Linked DNA regions of Danio rerio: region 2 is linked to region 1. Evidence: chromatin contacts called from public Hi-C data. All regions are on one chromosome and are shown on one strand. The core of a region is the stretch at or near the end of the contact, and the rest is flanking DNA. Distances in the headings are between cores, read along the strand shown. Region 1 holds the start of nkx2.1 (NK2 homeobox 1). Region 2 overlaps LOC141378433.

Evidence for each region. A called contact is a pair of places that touch in the nucleus more often than the background predicts.
Region 2: a contact with region 1 is called in a Hi-C map of embryo, with 3 times the contacts expected there. The contact joins the enhancer-like site here to the promoter of nkx2.1 in region 1. A contact is called at or near these places in 6 of 18 Hi-C or Micro-C datasets (caudal fin, embryo and hematopoietic stem cells).

The regions. Positions count from the first base shown.
Region 1 is chr17:40,128,508-40,133,046 of GRCz12tu, forward strand. nkx2.1 (NK2 homeobox 1) reads left to right here and starts at 2,272. Exons shown (of 2, transcript NM_131776.1): 1 at 2,272-2,765; 2 at 3,176-4,454. The coding sequence starts at 2,399. The coding sequence ends at 3,849.
Region 2 is chr17:40,224,820-40,229,722 of GRCz12tu, forward strand. The region is part of intron 2 of LOC141378433; the gene reads right to left. Among named protein-coding and RNA genes, the nearest start is that of mbip, 63 kb to the left of the region's middle. Within about 2 kb of position 2,777, at least 7 of the 62 cell types and tissues checked have an H3K27ac peak or open chromatin away from gene starts, as enhancers often do.

The DNA of each region.
Region 1 (4,539 bases), core at 1,022-3,521:
CACTCAAATGGGTGTAATTTCAGCAAAGCAGCATAGGGCTTTTTTTACCGTCTTGTCAGTGGAAACTATTCAGATATTGACCACCAGAAGACGCTGTATTCCCTCGCGAGAAAGGTTTAATATAAATTAGACTACTGTGGCATGTTGTTCAGTGTGATGCAACTATTTTGGTTTATTTAGTGTTACAGTGGCGTAAACGCAAGATTAACGTTTCGAGGCCGACGAGTTGACATGTTCGTGTTCCTTGAAAAAAGCTATACTTTTCCGAAAGATAGCAAATAAAACAAATACAGAAAACTGGCACTTTCTAAAAGTGTCATTGAAATTTAGACAGAAAACAGAAACGTTTTTTCATATTTATCTGACTTTATGCTCACAATAATTTATATATCAGATTTTTAATAAATCTTAAATATATAATATTCAAATTAAAATGAATAAAGAAATTAAAATTGTATTAAAATGAAATACCTAAAATATAAATTCAGAAAAAGAGCACACACGCACGCACACACCACACACAAACATACACACACACACACACACACACACACACACACACACACACACACATACACACACACACACACACATATACACACATACACACATATATATATATATATATATATATATATATATATATATATATATATATATATATATATATATATATATATATATATATATATATATATATATATATATATATGCCACTAAAATAACGAAGTAGTATTAAATCATAAACAGATACTTTGGAATCCCTGCAGTGCCGAAGGCCAATTAATGGTTTTCTATTTTAATATGTTTAAAAATAATATTAATAATAGTAGTAATAAATTAATAAATAGTCGTTTATACATCTCTTAATTTTTACAAAGTTGCTGCGCTCAGCGAAGAAGACGCAGATCTTGAGGGGAAAAATTTCAATTGGAGGCTCTTACATTTAGATGTTTGCTTTTCAAGTCATTGTTTCATCCACACACACACACAAAAATAAAAAACATAAACGCCTAGTGCACTCAAAAGTAGTTTTTTTTCTCAGATGGAAGCTAAGAATTTTAGATGATGGACGTTATTTTCTAAGTAATTTATGTATCACACTTATTTTTCGATATATAGTTAGAAAAATAAAACATGCTATTGTATTCTTTTGTAACTATTCAGATATAGACTTATAATAATTGCGTAAGACAACGCGTTCTTTTGCAAAGAGCTACAAATGTGTTTTCTTAAATATTTGTTAAAATATAAACAAAATAATAATAATAATAATAATAATAATAATAATAATAATAATAATAACAACAACAACACAATAATAATAATAACAATAATAATAATAACAATAATAATAATAAACTAAATTGAAGGTATTATTTTAATAGGTGTGTAATGTAAAAGAAAAATGTCTATTTTGTAAAATAAATCTTGACAATTTTCAGTCCACTCATACTAGTTTTTTTACAACTCCGCGCACCGGCATGAAACGCATTACTGAACTTACGCGGAGTTACTTCAGGACTTGCTCGTGTTATTTGAGCGTCGTTAACTTTACCTGAGAGCCTCTCCTCTTCCCGAGTTCATTTTCCTCAGTACCGCGTGTCTGAACCGAGTGGACGGAAATTTGGACGACGCGCTGCTTGTGTCCAATAATATCAAACGGAAAAGGGTTTAATCATTTACTTGGCCTCTTAACACGCGCATATGTATTTATTTATTTGTCAGTCAGTGTTCCTGAGTCGTCGCAAGGGCCCTTTGCATGTTTGAGTACGATGGAGCATAATACAAACACGCCTGCAATCACCAGAAGCCTCTTGTGGCCATTAAAAGTCAGTAGTTCAACTCAGGCTTTTTTCAGATACTGAGTGGTTCTCAAAGTCTGAAGTCCGCATATGCACTCACATCAAGGGCCCCTTATAAACATCACTCCAACTGTCAATATTTCATCCTTTGCTCTGCGTTCCTTGCCGTTCGTGCGAGCCTCGCCGCCGCGCAATAAACAGCCTCGCGCTGAAAATGAACTATGGGCGAATTATATTTACGCACAGGTGTTGTTACACGCGTAAATGTTTTCGGGGTTGGGGGATGGCACGGGTAGTTGAAGACCGCGTAATAGAAATTGTGCGTGGGTGCACAGATGATAGCGCTGCTTTGTATTGTTGCCCTGGCTGCTGATGCCCCGCCTCTGATGGAAGCCTTAAACCTGGCACCAAGCTAAAACAAACGAAAGTCAGCTTCGAGCTCCCACTCAAACCAATTAAGGCGGACTCCAGTGCGCACTCATACGTTTCCATCCTGCTGCAGCGACGGTGAAACAACAGGAACAGAGGAGCTGGCCAAAAAAAGAAGGAGAGATTGCCTTGCCTTCTAATTTCTCCCTTTCCAACACAGAACAATGTCGATGAGCCCTAAGCATACGACTCCTTTTTCTGTATCCGATATCTTAAGTCCTCTTGAAGAGAGCTACAAAAAAGTGAGTATGGAGGGGAACAACTTGGGGGCTCCTCTTGCCTCGTACAGACAACCCCAAGTCACGCAAGCGGCGATGCAGCAGCACCACATGGGCCACAATGGAACAGTACCCGCTGCCTACCACATGACTGCAGCTGGAGTTTCCCAGCTGTCACATACAGCCATGGGGGGCTACTGTAACGGGAATTTGGGCAACATGAGCGACCTGCCGGCCTATCAAGACGGGATGAGAGGCAGCACGACGGCCACCAGCTGGTACGGAACGAATCCTGACCCACGCTTCTCTACAAGTACGTGAGATTAACACTTTACGTTGTGTTTGCAAGAGCTGCTTGTGCATTTTGAGAGGTGTTTTGCAATGCGTATTAATCTGTTTTAATTGTGACTGTAGCCGGTTGTATTTATCATGTATTATTCTGTTTTAAAATGTTCTAATTTTACACCAAATTAGAGCGCATGGGGCTTTGCCGGCGTTGCTAAACGTTACACGTGCCAGGTGTTGTATCTAAACCCAAACGAACTGCATAAATTAACTCTCCAGTTACAGTTGACAGACAACACAATAATAATGCACAATATTTGTTTATTTGCTGTCCTTTTATAACTCACACAGCGATTTAATCTCTCCGTACTCGTTATTAATTGATTGATTGTGTTTATTGTGAAATTGCAAAGCTAAACGGGACTGTTCCTTTCGCAGTCTCTCGCTTCATGGGCTCCTCGTCTGGTATGAACATGGGCAGCATGAGCACTCTGAGTTCGTTGGCGGATGTTGGTAAAGGCATGGGTCCACTGACCAGCACACCTCGCAGGAAGAGACGGGTACTCTTCTCCCAGGCGCAGGTGTATGAGCTTGAGCGGCGGTTCAAGCAGCAGAAGTACCTCTCCGCGCCGGAAAGGGAGCATCTGGCCAGCATGATACACCTGACTCCGACTCAAGTTAAAATTTGGTTTCAGAACCACCGGTATAAAATGAAAAGGCAAGCCAAGGACAAGGTGTCCCAGCAGCAGATGCAACAAGACAATGGTTCCTGTCAGCAGCAGCAGCAGTCTCCACGGCGGGTGGCGGTGCCTGTGTTGGTGAAAGACGGAAAGCCATGCCAAGGCAGCAGTCACACACCCAACACTGGTGTACAAAACCACCATCACCAGGGGGGAAACGTCATGATTATGACCAATAACAGTACTTCAATGAGCCAGCATCAAAGTCAGCAGGTAGGCAGCGCCGGTCAGTCCCCTGATCTGGGTCAACATGCTGCAAGCCCGCCATCCCTCCAAACCCAGGTACCCGGCCTATCACACCTGAACTCTTCCGGTTCCGAATATGGAGCTGCGTTGCCCTGCTCCGCTCTGCTTTATGGCAGGACGTGGTGACAGACAATAATACAATAACGAAAGTACGACAGGTGGATGCAGATTATGTGTACACTATGCTCTGCTCAAAAAGACCATGCGAACTGGGGTGGCGCTCCGAAATCATTGTCTCCTTTCTCGGAGGGAGAAGTGACAAGGCTGCAAGCAACGCGAGGATTGCCAAATGTCAAAGGTATCAAATCTTTTATTGTGAGGATGAGCGCCAAAACATCATTAAGAAGATGGAATTATTTATATACACTAGATTTTAAATGGAGACTGACTAAAACACTAAAACACAAATATTCTGTCATCCTGATGGATTTTTAAAAATGTCCCTTTCAACAATGAAGACGTCCCCCCTCACATTTAGACTGCTAAATACATTTCATGATTTCTTAAAGATTTCACTGTAAAACGTAGCTTGTATATTTCTGTAAAAGGTTTGGACTGATTACATAGTTTTTAGCGATGTGTATATTGTACAAAATTTTTATCGATATTAAGGTTCACAAGTTTTTTTTCAGTTCCATTGTTATTTGTACGTTTAATTTTCTTGTAACTTATATAGATATTTGACTTAAACGCAGTCATACAATCATATTAATAAATTATGACAATAATAACAATATCCTTACCCTACGTTCATTTTAGATTTGGGTGTATGGAATCAAACATTTTGCGGTGCTAAAAGTTGGACCATTTTGCTTC
Region 2 (4,903 bases), core at 1,527-4,026, 97 kb after region 1:
CTGTACCTGAATATTATTTGACTGTATACCCTGAAAACCATAAAGCACTGTTTATTTCACTCTTATATTTGCATATTACATTTCATGCATGATTTGTTTCCCTAAAAAGTCATGCCAATCGATTGAAAATTTATACACGGTTTCCAAATAGGGCTATACAATTTATCTGGTAAAATTGTATTTATATCACAATATGAATATGGCAATGTACAAAAAATCAGAATGTCAGATTTTTCTAATGTCGTGCAGCCCTAGTTCTCAATATATTTAGATTTTTTTGAACCCTCAGATTCTAGACTTGTGATTCTAGATTTAAGTTTTCACCTAAATAGCGACAACCTTTCTAAGTTTTTTTATGTAGGCTTGTATTTTACAGTACTGTATACTCACAAATGTCTTTGTCAATGTTTTCAAACAATTATATTTAATTTATCAGTCGCAAAAGCCGCAATTTCACATCTGTCACATCTTTTTTGCATACTTTTTGGTCCCATCCACAACCTATGTTTATTTAAAATATAAAAAATGTTTACAGGTTGATACTTTTCTCATCCCATAACTCTGTGGTTAGTTGTTTTGGAAAATATAAACAGATATTTCAATATAATGTTAGCATCCACTACCTGACAAAAGTGTCGTCGTTGATCTCAGTTGTAAGAGCAGCAAATAAAAACTTGACTTCTAGATGATCATTTGGAAAAGTGGCAGAAGGTAGATTTTTCAGATGAATCATCTGTAGAACTGTTCCCCAATCATCACAAATACTGCAGAAGACCTATTGGAACCACATGTACCCAAGATTCTCTGAGAAATAAGTCTGTTAAAGGAAAATCCTGGTTTGATGTTACATTCAGTGTGGGGGCTTGCGAGAAATCTACAGCCAGAGATATCAAGACATTTGTGCTGCCCATCACATTACAAACCACAGGAGAGGGCAAATTTTTCATCAGGATAGCGCTCCTTCTCATACTTCAGCCTCCACATCAAAGTTCCTGAAGGCAAAGAAGGTCAAGATGCTCCAGGATTGGCCAGCCCAGTCACCAGACATTAACATTATGCATGGCTGGGTTAAGATGGAGGAGGCATTGAAGATAAATCCAAAAAATCTTGATGATCACTGGGAGTCCTGCAAGAACGCTTTCTTTGTCATTCCAGATGACTTTATTAATAAGTTATTTGAGTCATTGCAGAAATGTATGTATGCAGTCCTTCAAGCTCACGGCAGTCATACACAATATTACTTACTTTTCTATACTGTACATTATTTCTGTTAAGAGACAAGACTTTTGTCTCAGCAAAGTCAGACCTTACTGTCCTAATTAAATAATTAAAAATCATGGCATGATGATACTTTATTTTGGTAAAATAAGTGTAATCTAGAGGCCTACGCCTTTCATATAAGCCACTTCTAATACTAAATGATCAACTAAGTTAGTTTAAGTTTCTAAAACTTGGATAGGCAACAAGACTGTTGTCAGGTAGTGTATACTTACTATGTGAATTTATGTTTTGAGTTTTTTACTGCAAATGTCACATCCATAACACTGGAATTGCTTATTTCAAATAGTTGTTTCTCGGGCAAATATTATCTTATTCTAACAAACCACATTTCAACGGAAAGCTTGTTTATAAGATGATGTATACATTTCAATTCCCAAAAATGCAACTGGTTTTGTGGTCCATGGTGTCTAATTTTAGCCAAATTTGGGTTAAAACAGACTTGTATTCTGTTGGTTGTAGGCTATTCAGCATTGAGCTGTTTGTGGCAATACCAGGTCCGGTTTTGGACCACTGTTTTGCTTTGAGCAGTTGGGTTGACTCCCAGCAGGCCCCAATGAAGTCAGCGAGCGCGTGACTGACAGCTTTAAGCAGCTCTCTAACCTCTCTCCTCCGTCTCTCAGTGTGCCAGAAAGGGGCGGTCAAGTGAGCCCCTCAAAACTGGAAAAAGGGACATTCAGATGCAACCATGCAGAACACCTCACTGCCATTCCTCCTCAAGCAGAGACGTTTCTCTTGAGTGCAGGTCAGAATATGAGAGGACGTGAGTATAGGTTTACGACAGGAGGAGGGGGGAACGGAGAGTAAAGAGAAGCTCCTCAAGTCTTTACAACCCCATCGTCAAGCCTCACGCAATAATTGAGGACGACTAGAACAGCTCAGCTCCACAAACACAACGCGCAGATGATGTTGACAGCAGCGCAGTCCCGGAAATGAATGTCAGCGTGTAAAATTCAGTTTCTTCCATAGTTTGAAAACAGGTGTGCTTCTCTTAAAGCGCTCTGAATGCCACTTCAGGCATTGGAGTAGAAAGATCGAACGACTGCAAGAGAGAGAGAGAGAGAGAGAGAGAGATGTATGATAACTGTACGACTTCTGGAGAGTCGACAGGTTGGAGAAGAGGATACTTGTGGTGCCCGTGTAGGACTCAAAAAGTGTGGGAGAAAGGACGCCGAATGTGGGGGAAGGGGGTTTTGGCCTCTGTGCTTGTGCAAGTACGCCACCTGCTGGACTGAATGAGAAGTGCAATTTGAGAAAGCGCATAGAAACCCATTTCTGCATGGCTTCTTGAAATGAAAAAGGAATCATATATATCATCTGTCGTTCTTTCTCTCTCTCTCTCTCTCTCTCTCACACACACACACACACGCACACACACACACATACACAGTCACCTTGCATTTGGTTTGCCTCATGGAGACGGCCTCTATCAGGCTTCATTGTGTTTTGAGCGCTGAGAGGCCCTTCTGGCAGGCTAAGGTAGAGAGAGAGGGTTAGAGGCCATACTAGAGAAGAGGGATGAGAGCGATTCAATCGCTCAACAAATGGACCAGGCTAATAGAGGCAGCCTCTGATCCTATTCGCTGCACAGCTGGGGGCCTTCTAATAAGAAAGGCTTGAAGAGGAGAGATGAGAGAAACCGAGAGAGATGGAAGAGGAAAGGGTAAACAGGGACTGCTCTATTGGCCTAATTATGAAGCAGATATAATATTAAGGGTATAAGTTGATGCGCTATTTAGACGCTGAAGTGTAAGACAGTCTTACGGAGAGAAGCAAGGTTTCCTGTATGAGCTAATCAATGGCTGACAGCATGGGCGTTGCTAGGCCTATTTTACAGGGGCTGTAGCCCCCCTATATTTCTACTCAGCCCCCCTAAAACTTTTGCAATTAGCTCATAAACTGTACACCAAATTATCACCTCAGTCCCCTTTAAATCTGATATGAAAACGGCAGCAGAATTTGTTTTAACTGTCACTGACTCACTGACAGAGATACTGTGTTGACTAGCATTAAAAAATACCCATTTATTATTATCATTCAGATTGTGAAAAATGGGAATTAGTCTGTAAGTTTAAAATATTTATATGTGTGCCATTTTAATAAAAAAAGAGTCAGTTTATTTATTTAATGCATGGAAACAAAAAAAGTACACTTGAATATAGAAAGGGGTTTTTACTACAATAAACAGATGGGTTGAGGCTATGTGGCTTATTCAGAACTCAAATGCTATGTCTATATGATACAGTGGAATACTACAACCCCTATTAACATTTTTAAGTGTATTACTATTAAATTACTACTTATAAATGTAATATTAGGCTTTATATATAAGAAGCTGAGCCCCCCTAAAATTAAAATCCTAAAATCGCCCCTGGCTGACAGAATGAATTTCCATGGTTACTATTGATTTCATTTGTTGCATCACTGATATTAATGTTTGGGGTGGTTTAATAAGCTGCAGTATCGTGGTAAAAGCCACTGTTGTCTTAAAAAGTGACAAATGTATACAGGTGTTTGCAATTTTGGGGTCAAAGACGAAACAAATTGGCTGTGTTTGCAATAGTTCAAATTTGAAATAAGCATGGAAAGCTTATAGTAAATGCAACACATTTTTCTAATTGTTTTGTGAAAAAAAATGACAAAATATGGGTCAAATAATTTTCTATGGTCTTTTGGCAGAAATATTTACGTAAAATTAAATAGCATACTTATTCTAATCTGTATAATTATTGCATATTGCAGCTGTTTTTTTTGTTTTGTTTGTTTTTTGATGCTTGATCATTTAATCTTCAAACCTTTTAACATGAAAAAAGCCTACAATGCTACAGTCAAAAGAAAAAAAACTAATGATTTGTTAAATGTAAGTTATATATAGTTTAAAAAAATATTTATTATCATAATTTAGAAATAAATAAATTAATTTCTATAAGAATTAACCATAGTAAAAATAATATTTCCAGAAATCTCTGCATATGACATCTTTGTGGTTTTTTTGTTTTTTTATTTGTTTGTTTTGGTTTTTGTCTCTCTTTTTGTTTGTTTGTTTTTTGTTTTTATGAGTGTTTTTATATTTATCAGTATACAAGTTTTTTTTGTGTATTTTCGTTTATTAAACAATTTCAGTGGCTCTGTTAGATGAATTATGTTCGGGTCAAATATTAAAAGACACAATTGTTTTTGACCACACATTAGAAAGTTAGCTTTTTTTTCTGTCCTGAGCAAAAACAAAACATTTCTACTATCACACATTTTTGTAGTGATTACCGACTCCCCAAAAAATGTCCTCTAGTGTAACGAGAGTTTATAAAGCAAAATATTTTGAACAAGTATAATTTGATGAACTGTCAAAAAAGACCTAAAACTGTCATTTCTCTTTAGTTTACTGTGATCCTTCAAGCCACTATGTTTTACCAATATGTTTAAGCTATAAGGAAAAGTGTTTAAAATGTAGTAAAAGATATTTAATATTATGACCACCTATTCTTTTCTACTAGAATTTATAAAGTACAGGTCAGAGTAAATATGTTGTTTAATTTTTACATTCATTTTTCTGTTACACTGAATGAGAAAGTAATATTATTCAACCCATAATTTGACATTTTATTTTCACAAAAGTATCACACCG